Regions from separate parts of the Gossypium hirsutum genome. Here region 2 is linked to region 1. A link is a contact called in public Hi-C data. All regions are on one chromosome and are shown on one strand. The core of a region is the stretch at or near the end of the contact, and the rest is flanking DNA. Distances in the headings are between cores, read along the strand shown.

Region 1 (5,988 bases), core at 2,480-4,979:
GTAAAAAATGGGAGGTGCAAGTGGCACCGAAAGAAAAAAGTGATAGGCAAGTTGTTTAAAGTTGAATGGGATAATTGCAATTTTGGTCCCTAATTTTTTAGGCCATTTGCAAGTTAGTCCCTGAACCTCAACTATAAATAGGCCTAACCATTTCTCATTTCAACCATCCCAACCAATCTTTCTCTCTTAGTTTTCTCTCTTCTCTCATTTGAGAATTCTTAAGGAATTCTATTTGTTTGTAATATTTTGGAGATAGTAAAGTTATCATCTGGTGTTAGTGCCCGAGGACGTAGGTATAATTTACCGAACCTCGTTAAATCTCTTGTGTTCTTTCTTGTCCTATTTTTTCTTTCAATATTTGAGGGTATAATAGTAGTATTTAATTGTGCTATTAAATTACTATAGAAGGGATATTCTGTCTAAGGAAAGACTTGGTATTTAAGAGATCCATGTGATCCACCTCTCTTCCCTGGGAATTGAACTTTGTGTGATTTTTTAGTACAATAATTTACACGCTTCCGACCCTATTGGAACAACAGAAGGTAAATAAATAATGGCCAGAATTTGTATAGTACAAATGGGTTCATGTGGAACATGTGTGTTTTAGTAATTTTTTATGTTTTTTTTCATTTTAAAAATAGCCAGTCTGAGGGACCCAATTTGTATTGGTGCCGGCTCAACATAAAATTTTCATCATTTGTGATTTAATCAATCAATTATGATGATATATTATCGTGTTCCACCAACCAAATGGTAAATAAATTGTTAGTAGTTGGCTGAAATTAATAGAGATACAATAAGAAAGTGGACATGCAACACATTAACGCTATAGCATTTGAGCGAGCTAGCTAGCTAAGTGGCATCATATTTAGTTTAGCAGTCAGTTTGGTCCATTTAAGATTTGAGAAAGGTGCTTAGGGGTGTTTTTCAAAGTTGGGATATAAAATTTTAGGTAAATTATATTAGTAATCATTTAATTATATTATTTTTTCTTTTGGCTGCTTAATTATAAAGAGTTACAAAATGATAATCTAATTATTAGTAAACTTCTTTTTTGGTCACCCAAATATTTTAGATTTTTAGGTTTCGATTTTTAAGCTAGCTAGTTTGTAACCAAAAAAGATGAAATTGAATAGTTGAGTGACCATTTTATAAGTTGGGTAATCATATTATAACTTTTCATAGTTGAATGATCAAGAAAAAAAACATAATTAAATGAATACTGATATAATTTACCATAAAATGTCACTCTTCAATGATCATTTTTCATTGCAATGACATTTAAAGAAAATAATTCTTAATTTATGTGATGTACAATCAAAACCAAAATTCGCTAAACAATAAGTTGCCTTATTCTCTACCTTGAGCAAAACAGTCGCGAAAACTGTTCTTTTTATGGTCATATGCTTCTAAAATAGATATCTCTAAAATCGAGAGGTCTAGCCCATTATTTTTTTAATTTTGATAGGTTTAAATATGTTAGAGGTTTTTTTAAAAAAAATAAATAAATTTTAATTTTGAGATATTGGATCTACCTTTTTATTCTAAAATCATGATACTTTTAACTAATTTTTTAATTATAAAAGGGTAAAATAACTTTTTAGCCCTCAACATTTATTTTTTTGTCAATTTAACCTTTATTCTTTAAAAGTAGAATGAAATTTATAAAAAATTTATTTTTATATTTTTTAATAGAAATACCCTAATAAAATAAAATTTAAAATAAATTTCCAAAAATTATGGAAGATAAAACTCTTCAAATTAAAAACATATTTTTTTCAATAAAAAAAGCATTCAAAAAATCCAAATTAATTTTAAAAATTATTATGTACTTTTTGAATGGCAATATAGTTTCTCCAAATTTTGAGTTATTCATTCAATTTGTATTAAAATATAATCTGAACAAGTTTTTTAATTTAATTTAATTTCAATCAATTATATTAAAATTCAATCTAATATTAATTGAACGAATAACTCAAACTTTAAAGAGAACTTATTATCATTCAAGAAGTAAATATTTTCTTTTAATTTTGAAACTTTTTTATATTTTTTATAATTTTTTAATTTTCAAATTTATTTTTTAAAATTAAAAATATTTTTTTTAGGATTTTTTATTAAAATATGAAAAACTATAAAAAGAGCACTTTTTTTATATACTTTTAAAAAATAAGGATCAAGTTGACAAAAATTATAATTGTTGAGGACCTGTTATACCACCTCCACAGGCAGCTACATGTGCACCGTTGTCCGAACCTCACACCGGGTGGACCTCCAACATCGAATTACCTTGATTGGACCCATGCCTAACGAACCCCTATCATAGACTATCCTTGTTAGGAATGCATGAAACCTTTCGCCCATTATATTATCATAGACTATCCTTGTTGATTTTTACTATTAACAAGGTTAAAAAAGTTAATTTAGCTTCTTCATATCCATAAAATTGGATGAATGAATCAAGATTTTGAAAAAAAAATACAAATACTCAATGTCTTAAAATTAAACTATAGGAACTAAATTTTAAATTTTAAAAGACTACAACATATTTAACCTTTTCAATACCTGATGGGTGTCGAATTTACCAATTTTAAATTCCTATGCTTAAAAATAGAATAAGTTCATTCGTAGAATGGATAAATAAAATTGAAATATACTGTGATTAGGGTTAAGTGGTGCCCACAACTTGAAAAAAAATCTACAATAAAAGAAAGGTTTTAGATGTTGTAAAAATAATAAAATAAATATAAATAAAAGGGAAAATTAAATGTAATTAACATTAATCCGAAATAATTAAGATTTATAGCCTCAGGTATGATGTCAGCTTTGGTATCAAAATTGATTACAGATTGTAAATGTTTCCTTACTCAAAAATAAGGTGGTTAGAGCGATGGTAGGACGGTTTTAAACCACTAATCTTTTCTTAGTTTGTAAATTAATTTCAAAAATAGCTTGACCATTAACCCTGGTCAGTCTAACAACTCTAAGTGACTGCTCCTAAAATTTAATCCACCACCCACCTTATGGATAAAGTCCTGGCTCTAATTAATAAATTTAAATATATGATTCATTTAAATTAAATTACTCATTTTCACGACATAATTTATCTGTTCTCTTAATTAAATGTTAACTTGTTCTATTTATTAAAATAAAGAGATAATTGTGGATCTAAATACACTAATTCATTATTTATTATCCTAAATAAATTAAAATAAGGATCCTACTTGAAATGATATCAAAAAACAATAATAAGATAGGGTTCTACCATTTTCATAAAACATAAATGATCAAATTTGTTGAAAAAAAAATGAACAACACTTTAAATCTCACAGTTCTAATAAAACCAAGTTTCTATTTACCCTTGGTTAGAAAATAAAATAAAACTAGCTACTCATAACTAAGATAATGTCGAAAATATTATTAAACGATAAAAAAAAATTACTGAAAATTACCTCAATAAGATTTATCTTGACTTCTCTTCTATAAAAATAATACAAAATAAAATAAATAATAATAATCTTAAATTAACTAAATCACCTAATATAAAAAAATCCTTTAAAGGAAAAATTCTAATATAAAATATCTTATGGTAGTTAACTTTGATAAAAAAATGCATCCTTTTTTACTTCCCAAATTTCATCAAGTGCGCCAATGAAATATAGTACCGTACCGCGCAATTGAGTCCAATCCCATAACTCTATGCGGCTCAAAACCAATCCCAGCAAGTTATGAGCCAATTTAGACTCCACTTGGTAAATGAGTCCAATCCAAACCACCCTATCGGCCAATCTAGTAATGGCTAGAGCAACCTTCATGATTCCATTTAGCTCCTCTTTGGCCCAAAGTTTCCTCTCATCCAATTAAAAAAAATGTTATAAACTTATAAAATTTGATTCAATCAATCCATATCATATCACAAGTTAATCAAATTTTTATCTTGTTCTAGATTGATGTACCTATCGATTCTTGATCTAACCAATTGATCTGATCCAATTTTAAAAACACTAATTCTGATCGTATTTAGCTTTGTCTTCCTAGATAAGCTCAGAAGCCCTTGCATTTAACAACAAAGTCCCTCTTCTATAGAATGGACTATGGTGATTAGGGATGTGGATGATTCAGTTAAAACTAAAATAATCAACTAAATTAAATTAGTTTGATTAATCAGTTTGTCATTGAAATTAATTAAATCAAAGATCGGGCTAAAGTTTTGTGAAAGTTTGGTTATCTATTATTTCGATTCAAAAATAAGTAATTAACTTAAACCCATAATATATAAGCCGTATATAAGCCCATATATATAAACAAGATGGACATATAACTATTGATATAATGGATTAAAGAAAAATATATTATGAAAAATAAAAAGGTAAATTACACTCAAAGTCACTAAACTATTAGTAAGTTTATATTTTGGTATTCAACTTCAAAAATTTATAAAATAATCACTAAACTATTTGAAAGTTTTCATTTAAGTCATTGGATTGTCAAAATCATTACTATATGGCCTTCTATGTTTGCATTACCTGCACCAATCAAAAGCTCTCATTCCCCTTCTTTTTTATAATTCTTTTTTTTTCATGAAACAACTTTCAACATCACAAATTTGCAAACCAAAATCCAAACAACTTTCTTCTTCAATCTTCAACACTGACTGTCAGATCGACTTGGATCTAATATATGTTCTTCTACTAATCGATAGATACTAATTCACTGTATTGATCATCAAACTATCACTTGGAATTTGCTAGCCAGACTCTTTTTCAAAAAAAAACTTAACTGATTAGTGACTTAAATAAAAACTTTTAAATAGTTCGGTGACTTAAGTGAAAAATGTTGAATAATTTAGTGATCATTTTGTAACTTTTTAAAGTTGAGTGGCCTATATATAAACATACTAATAATTTAATGATCTTAAATGTAGATTACCAAAATAAAATTAAAATGAAACCAAACCAAACGAAAAAAAAAACTAAAATTCTAGAACCTACCCCCGTTTTGTTTTTGTACGTAATGATTTTTCTTTTAACTTTGTGTGTTCATTTTGTTATTAATTGTTATTCTCTTCTTCTTTTTTAACTTATTTGAGCTAAAAGAAAAGAAAAAGAATATTATCATTGTATTTTTTTGTTAGGTTTTAAATTTGTTTGAACCAAAAAAGAAAAAAAACATCAACAAATTTTGATTAATTGACTGAATTAGTCGAAATTAATTTGATTCGATTAATGAATTTTGAAAAAAAACTCAGTTCAAAAAATAATTAAAAGTTTTAATATTTTAATTAATTTAAATAATGATAATTTAATTTAGATATTAGCACCTCTTAAGAAAACATTCCATAAACTAATGAGTAATGATGCACATTATCAGTTCTCAAACTAAAATCCAGTATAATTTGTTTCAGAGCTGTATATACAGTATTCCACACATGGGACAATTTGTCAACATTTCTACCCTAGAGGATATTACCATTGGAGAACTTTGAGGCATAAAGTATGAGTAATGCAAAAGTGGCCACATTTGTTTTCCCAAAAGAGCAAGCAAGAATAAAGCTAAATATCTCAGAAACCCAAGCGGCCCATTCCTTTAGGGAATTGAATAGCCCTCCCTACCTTCATTTTTTTTCGAACCATGATAAAAGTAACATAGAAGTAACTTAAACTTTGTATATTAGATAAATTGGTCTTTTATGTTAAAAATTCCATTCATTCATATAGTGAAAAATGGTTAACTGGTATAATAATCAGACAGTGACACGTGACATGCCATGTTACTTCATGCTGACATATATGAACCAGTTTTTAACGTTAGAAATAAATAATATTTTTAACAAAAGGATTAGCTTACTCATTGATCTAAATTAATTTGCCCTCTTTTGTATAGAAAGGGCAAAATAGAATCTGACTCTTAATATAGAACCTTCACGGTATTTTTACCCCAACAACTTTTGGTAAGCAAAACAATATCTCCTATGGTAGTGTTATATAAATA
Region 2 (5,988 bases), core at 1,945-4,444, 65 kb before region 1:
ATACCCTCTGAATCTCCGTGTACCATCTTGGCAATTTGGTCTGCAACCTAATTAGCTTCTCTAGGAACACGTTATACCACCTAATGCTCATTATCCTTAAGCAATTGAAGAATACGTGAACAAGTGCTAACATCGAAAGGTCCGAACTCCTTGTCTGCAAACTCTGAACCACCTCTAGTTTATCAATATGAAGCAAAATCCTGTCCAAACCTCTGTCTCGTAGCAGTGTTAACCCGTCCAAAATTCCCCATAAATCGGCTTCGAAAATCGAGCAAGTCCCCAGTGAATGATTAAAATCCATGACCCATTCCCCTAAATGGTTTCGCACCACACCCCCTGCTGAGGCAGAATCTGTAAACAAATTAACTACGCCATTAGTGTGCAAATGAAACCAATTACTTGATTGGTGATTTTTCTGAGTACTGGTGCATCTTCAACTCCAAGCTTTCTTGTGTGTAGCCCAAACCTGTTTCGCCCAAGACATTAAAACATTCACAATCTCCTCAACTTTCTACGATATTCCTTGGAACACATAAAGGTTCCTAATCTTCCAAATACGCCACCCAATAAGACCACACAAGCTAGCCCAATGAACTTCAGTCAAATCCATAAACTTGTGAGACTTTAAATTCGAAACTAGCCAATCGAAAAGGTTGGAATTGAAAAAACTAGTAGCCTATCTAATTGGCACTACTTGCTCCCATACCTCCTTTGCCGCTAAACAATCTCGCAAAACATGAAGGATGTCCTAAACTACATGACCACATATTGGGCATGACGCATCTTGTCCAATGCCTCTCCTAACACATTCCAAGTTAGTGAAAAGGCGTTGCTTAAGAGTAAGCCAAAGAAAAACTCATACTATCTGAGGTCCCTTAAAATCCCAAGGTGTTTTCCATGTTGGATCTTTAGAATTCTAGCTATTCTCTTTCAAAGACCAGTAAGCACTCTTAATCGAAAAATCACCTTTTGAGTTCTGTAACCAAGAAATCCTATCTGACCCAATATCAAGATTAGGAGGGGGAATACTCACTATATGTCGAATGATATTTTTAGGAACATAAATGCGAAAGAAATCGATATTCTAAGCACCATCAGGAGTGACCATATCTTCAAGATAATAATCTGGTTCCATCCCCCACTGAACAAACCAGATTATCTCTAAGAAACGGGCACACCTTAGATAATCCCTTCCAAAGAAAAGAGCTGTTTCCATGCAATATGCTATCCGGAAGAGTATCTCGCGCGCCATATTTAGACCGAAGAACTTTCACCCAAAGAGTATATGTTTGAGACTAAATTAAACCCCAATTTCATAAGAGACAAAGTATTTTGATCTTGAAGTCTTCTTAACCCAAGGCCCCCACAAGAACGAGGTTGCCAAGCTGAATCCCAACTAACCAAAGCCAACTTCCTCTGCCCATTAGAAGACCCCCAAATGAATTGTCTGGTTAATCTCTCAATTTCATCACAGACCCATTTTTGAATTCTCATCGATTGCATAAAATAATTAGGTATTGTGAGTAACACCGATTGAGCTAAAGTGACTCGTCCTGCAAGAGACAGCTTTCTTGCATCCCAGCTAAAAAGCTTACTACATACCTTATCCACCACAAAGTTAAGAGTACTTTTAGTTACCCTTTCATGGAAAAGAGGAACCCTAAGATAAGAACCAAGATCATTAACCCTTTTGAAACCCATTCAGCAGTTAATACGATCAGCATAAATCTCACCAACAGAATGAGAGAAACAAATGCTTGTCTTGTGTGCATTAACTTTATGACTCCAGTAAGAACAGAAGCAATCCAAAACTTCTTTAATATAGTTGGCATGCATCTAATCTGTTTTACTAAAAATAACTAAATCGTCAGCAAAAAATAGATGAGACAATTTAGGACCTGACCTAAATAATCTGATTGGATTCCACTGACCATTAGAGATCGCGGAGTGAATATCATGTTCGAGCCACTCCATACACAAAACGAACAGATATTGAGATAGAGGACACCCTTGTCAAATCCCCCTTGTAGGTTTAAAACACCTTGTAGGCACTCCATTCCAAAGAACTTGTAAGGTAAAACTTGAAATTTTGGACATAATGACCCTTCCCAAATAATCTGGAATGCTAGCAACCAGAATAGAAGCATTAATCAATTCCCATCTAACTCGATCATAAGCTTTTTCGAGATCTATTTTAATCATCATCCAAGGAGTCTTGTTTTTTTTACCCTTCATCGAATGAATGACTTCTTGTGCAATGAGAATGTTGTCAATTATATTCCTTCCTACTATAAATCCTGTTTCTTCTTGTGGGATAATTTTACAAAAAACAAGCCGAAACCAATTAGCTATTACTTTCATAACCAGTTCATACAGAACAAAACACAAGCTGATAGGCTGAATTGTTGGAAACTTTTCGGATTAGCGACTTTGGGAATGAGAGTAATAAAAGGGTTATTCAAAATAAGGTTGATGCCTCCATCAAAGACGTTTTTAACCTAATCACAAACAACACTTCCCACTACGTCCTATTGATTATGGAAAAACAGGGCATGAAAACCATCACAACCTGGGGATATAAGAGGTGCCATTTCAAAATGTGCTCTCTTAATTTCGTCATTAGTGACATTCTTTCCCAAAAATTCAATATCACTCGAATCCAACCTAGGAAAAGAGCTTAGAGGTAAAGCTTCCAAAGGGTCTAAATCTGCACCATAGAGATTATTGTAAAAAGAGACGGCTTTAGATTTTAGAGTTTCTAATTCAAAACACCACTCATCTCCTCTAATTCATAAAGTTGAGATATGATTCATCTTCCTTCTTCTAAGCGTGCGATTATGAAAAATTTTGTATTTCAGTCTCCAAAGTTGATCCAATCGCATCTAGATTTCTACTTCTGTAACAATTCTTCGTGATGTAAGACTTACTCCAATTCTTCTCTAATTTGTATTTCAATATCGACAAGCCAATCCGAATTTGATTTTTCCTAAGCTGCCTAAATAGTAGCCAACCGATTCAACAGTTGCCTCTTCCTTGATCCAATATGACCATAATCTGTCTTATTCCTTGACCCAATATGACCCATAACTTAATATGACCCAATATGGACACATGATCTTGTCCGAGGTCATATGAAGACTGGGTTTGAAATTTAAATCACGCACGGGCTAAAAAAAACTCACACCCTCGTGTGACACGGCCGCTACTCTTTTTAAACCAAAAACCTTACATTATGTTTGGTTGGGTGTATTGACTACCCTAATCGGTGGGTCCCACCTAATCCTTTTCTATTCCGTCGTTTGGTTCAATGTATTGCTAATACGCGTGTAATCCATTACTTTCCTAATCAGTGAAAACCACCGATTTCTATTCCCCTCTTTTGCCCAGATTAGCTACCGCTTTAGCAAATCGTCCCTGTTTTACCCTTCCCCGATCCCCTTTGTTTCTCTTCTGTTCCTTCTAGCTTCATCCGATTTATTTCCTTGTTTTTTTGCTTTTCTTTTCTGCCGATTTGCTCCCAGTTTATTTTCTTTGTATTTGTAACATGGGCGTTTCCTTCCTTAGCTGTGAAACTGAAAAGTCTCTCTTGCTTTCTCTCCCTCCCTCGAGTATCTTCTCTTCGCAGGCAAACAAACATAGCTCAATTTCTTTTCTTATTCCGAGTCTTGGTTATCAGGTAAGGCATCTTCTCTTTTCTCCATTTCAGAAGCTTTAGAACAACCGCCTTTTCTTTTCTTTAATTCAGAATCTTGATTTTATTTCGAGACTATTCCAATTCCCTTTCTTTTCTTTTTAATGATGATTTACAACTGGGTTTTTTGTGAAACTGAAGGAACGGTGGTGGGTGTATTCTTTTTCTTATGCTAAAATTTTAGGGTTTTGTTCTCAATTTCAAGAATTTCTTTGATTTATCATTGTGTTTCTGGGTTTTGGATTAACAAGTTGATAAAGTGAACTAAACTTGGTAGGTTTCAAGATGAGATTGTCGATGGACCTTATCATGAAAACTGGAAATACTTTACATTGGACAAATATAATAGAGGGGACTGAAGTATATACGCAATTGAGCTTATATATATTATTGTTTTTTTTCTTTGTTCTCTTTTATCATATTTTTTATTGTTTTCTTGTCTTCTGCTTATAATAACTAAGCGCTTCTTGTGGATTGTGAAGTGTGATATTTGTTTTTGGCTCTGTTGATGGTTAAATAATTCTTTATTCACGCAAAAGAGGAGCCTAGCCAACTACAATAAAAGCATCTGCGAAACTGATAGTAATCACAATAGAGAAGTATTCTGGATAAGTAATCACTACACTCAAACCCCAGTTGCAAGCAAGCATCTTGTTGGTATCATCCCTTTCAACTGTGGAGTCTTAGTCAAACTGCCTCTATGATTTTATTAAGAATAACTGAAAAAGTATTAATCTTCTTGCCATGAAGCCTAGAATTCCTCTCCACCAATAACTGAAGAAGTGTGATATTTGTTATTCATTGATCAAAATTGTTCTTAAGATTATATCTAGGCTTTTGTTTCTTTGCATTTGGTTGTAGAACTCATGTCAGACATGAGTCAGGACATGATACACACACACATAAGGATTGACATATACTTGCCAAAAACTTTCGACAGGTTGTGTCAGTCGATGTAAGGTTAAGGGAACTCATATATTTCTATTTTTGCAATTTTCAGGTGGAGGTAAGATTAAGGGAAGGAAGGGCTGTCAACATTCACATGTTTTGTGCTCGCAGGGCAGGTCTCTTGCTCTCCACCATGAGAGCTCTAGACAACCTTGGATTGGACATACAACAAGCTGTAATCAGCTGTTTTAATGGGTTTGCACTGGATGTTTTCCGAGCTGAGGTGCCCTTCTTTTTTCTCTTCATCTACTTCGTTGATTTCCATTTAAAATCAATTTTAATTTGCACATCTATCCAACAGATTTCAACTAAAATCTGTCTAACAATTTTTGATGAATGCGATTTCTTTCAAAGTCTAGCCAACTCTAGTGCAAAAAATAAGGCCATATAGAAAGCTATTTCTTCTGTTTAACACTTAAAACTACAAATGAAATGAGCCTTTATTGAAGAAATTCAGTTATTTTCTGTGCATCTTTGCTACATAGAACTGCTGTTGAAAAGAACAGTTCAGTAAAAGTCAAGTTCAAATAATGGTATAGACCATGAGTCAGAAACCCTGAAATTGATGACTCTCTTCCCATTGTCCTTTTGTATATGAATAGCAGACTGACTACTTGCACTAGTTTGCACATAGATTAAAGTAAGAATCCTTGTTTAGTGGGATATATCCTAGGCAATTTTTTCTTTCTGCTCATACCTCTGAAGGTCAACTATGATGCTAATGGTTAATAATTGTTGATCTTTAGATCACTAAATTACTTGTGAGATGAATTTGTTAGGTATTTACTGCAAGTGATAAACAGAATTTATTGTGAGGTGTGTTTTCCTTAAAGTTTAGTTTCGGATCTGGTGATGCTGAACAAAGACAATATGAAAATTGGGAAATTGGAGCTATGCGAGTACCACAATTGTAACTTTGTTAAACAAGCATTACAGTACCAGCTAATCTGGAAGTCTGCATATCATCTAAAAAATAGAAAAGTTGTAAGGTGTTTGGTTTGTTGGTGGATATTAATATTTGGATAAAGAATTCAGTAATTTTGATTTGGTGTTTGACAAATGACAACAATGCAGGGAAGGCCAGGATGTATTGCCTGAGCAAATCAAAGCAGTACTTTTGGATTCAGCAGGGTTCCGTGGGATAATGTGAGGGTCAATGGTTGGCTTATTATGATGGTATTGGTATGAATAGAGGCAATAGTAAATGTTGATGTAAAGTAATTAGTTGCTTCTCATCCCAGTGGTGAAGCAAATTTTACAAGGTAGTGAGCTTTGTAGGTAGCGCAAGCAAGTAGGCAAACAATTGATTTCTTAGTTATTGTATCACTTGAGAATGAAGTTGATTCTGA

What was found. Hi-C and Micro-C count contacts between places; a contact is called where the count stands out from the background.
Region 2: a Hi-C map of leaf shows a contact between it and region 1, with 5 times the contacts expected there. The contact joins the promoter of LOC107955010 here to the enhancer-like site in region 1. A contact is called at or near these places in 11 of 34 Hi-C or Micro-C datasets (anther, callus, cotyledon and 2 more).

The regions. Positions count from the first base shown.
Region 1 is chrD07:53,477,737-53,483,724 of Gossypium_hirsutum_v2.1, reverse strand. No RefSeq gene overlaps it. Among protein-coding and RNA genes, the nearest start is that of LOC107955006, 12 kb to the right of the region's middle. Within about 2 kb of position 3,729, at least 2 of the 9 cell types and tissues checked have an H3K27ac peak or open chromatin away from gene starts, as enhancers often do. A contact at or near this core is called in leaf, where this site is marked.
Region 2 is chrD07:53,541,760-53,547,747 of Gossypium_hirsutum_v2.1, reverse strand. It overlaps LOC107955010 (transcription factor SCREAM2), which reads left to right and starts at 3,194. Exons shown (of 3, transcript XM_016890713.2): 1 at 3,194-3,676; 2 at 4,692-4,862; 3 at 5,714-5,988. The coding sequence starts at 3,545. The coding sequence ends at 5,737.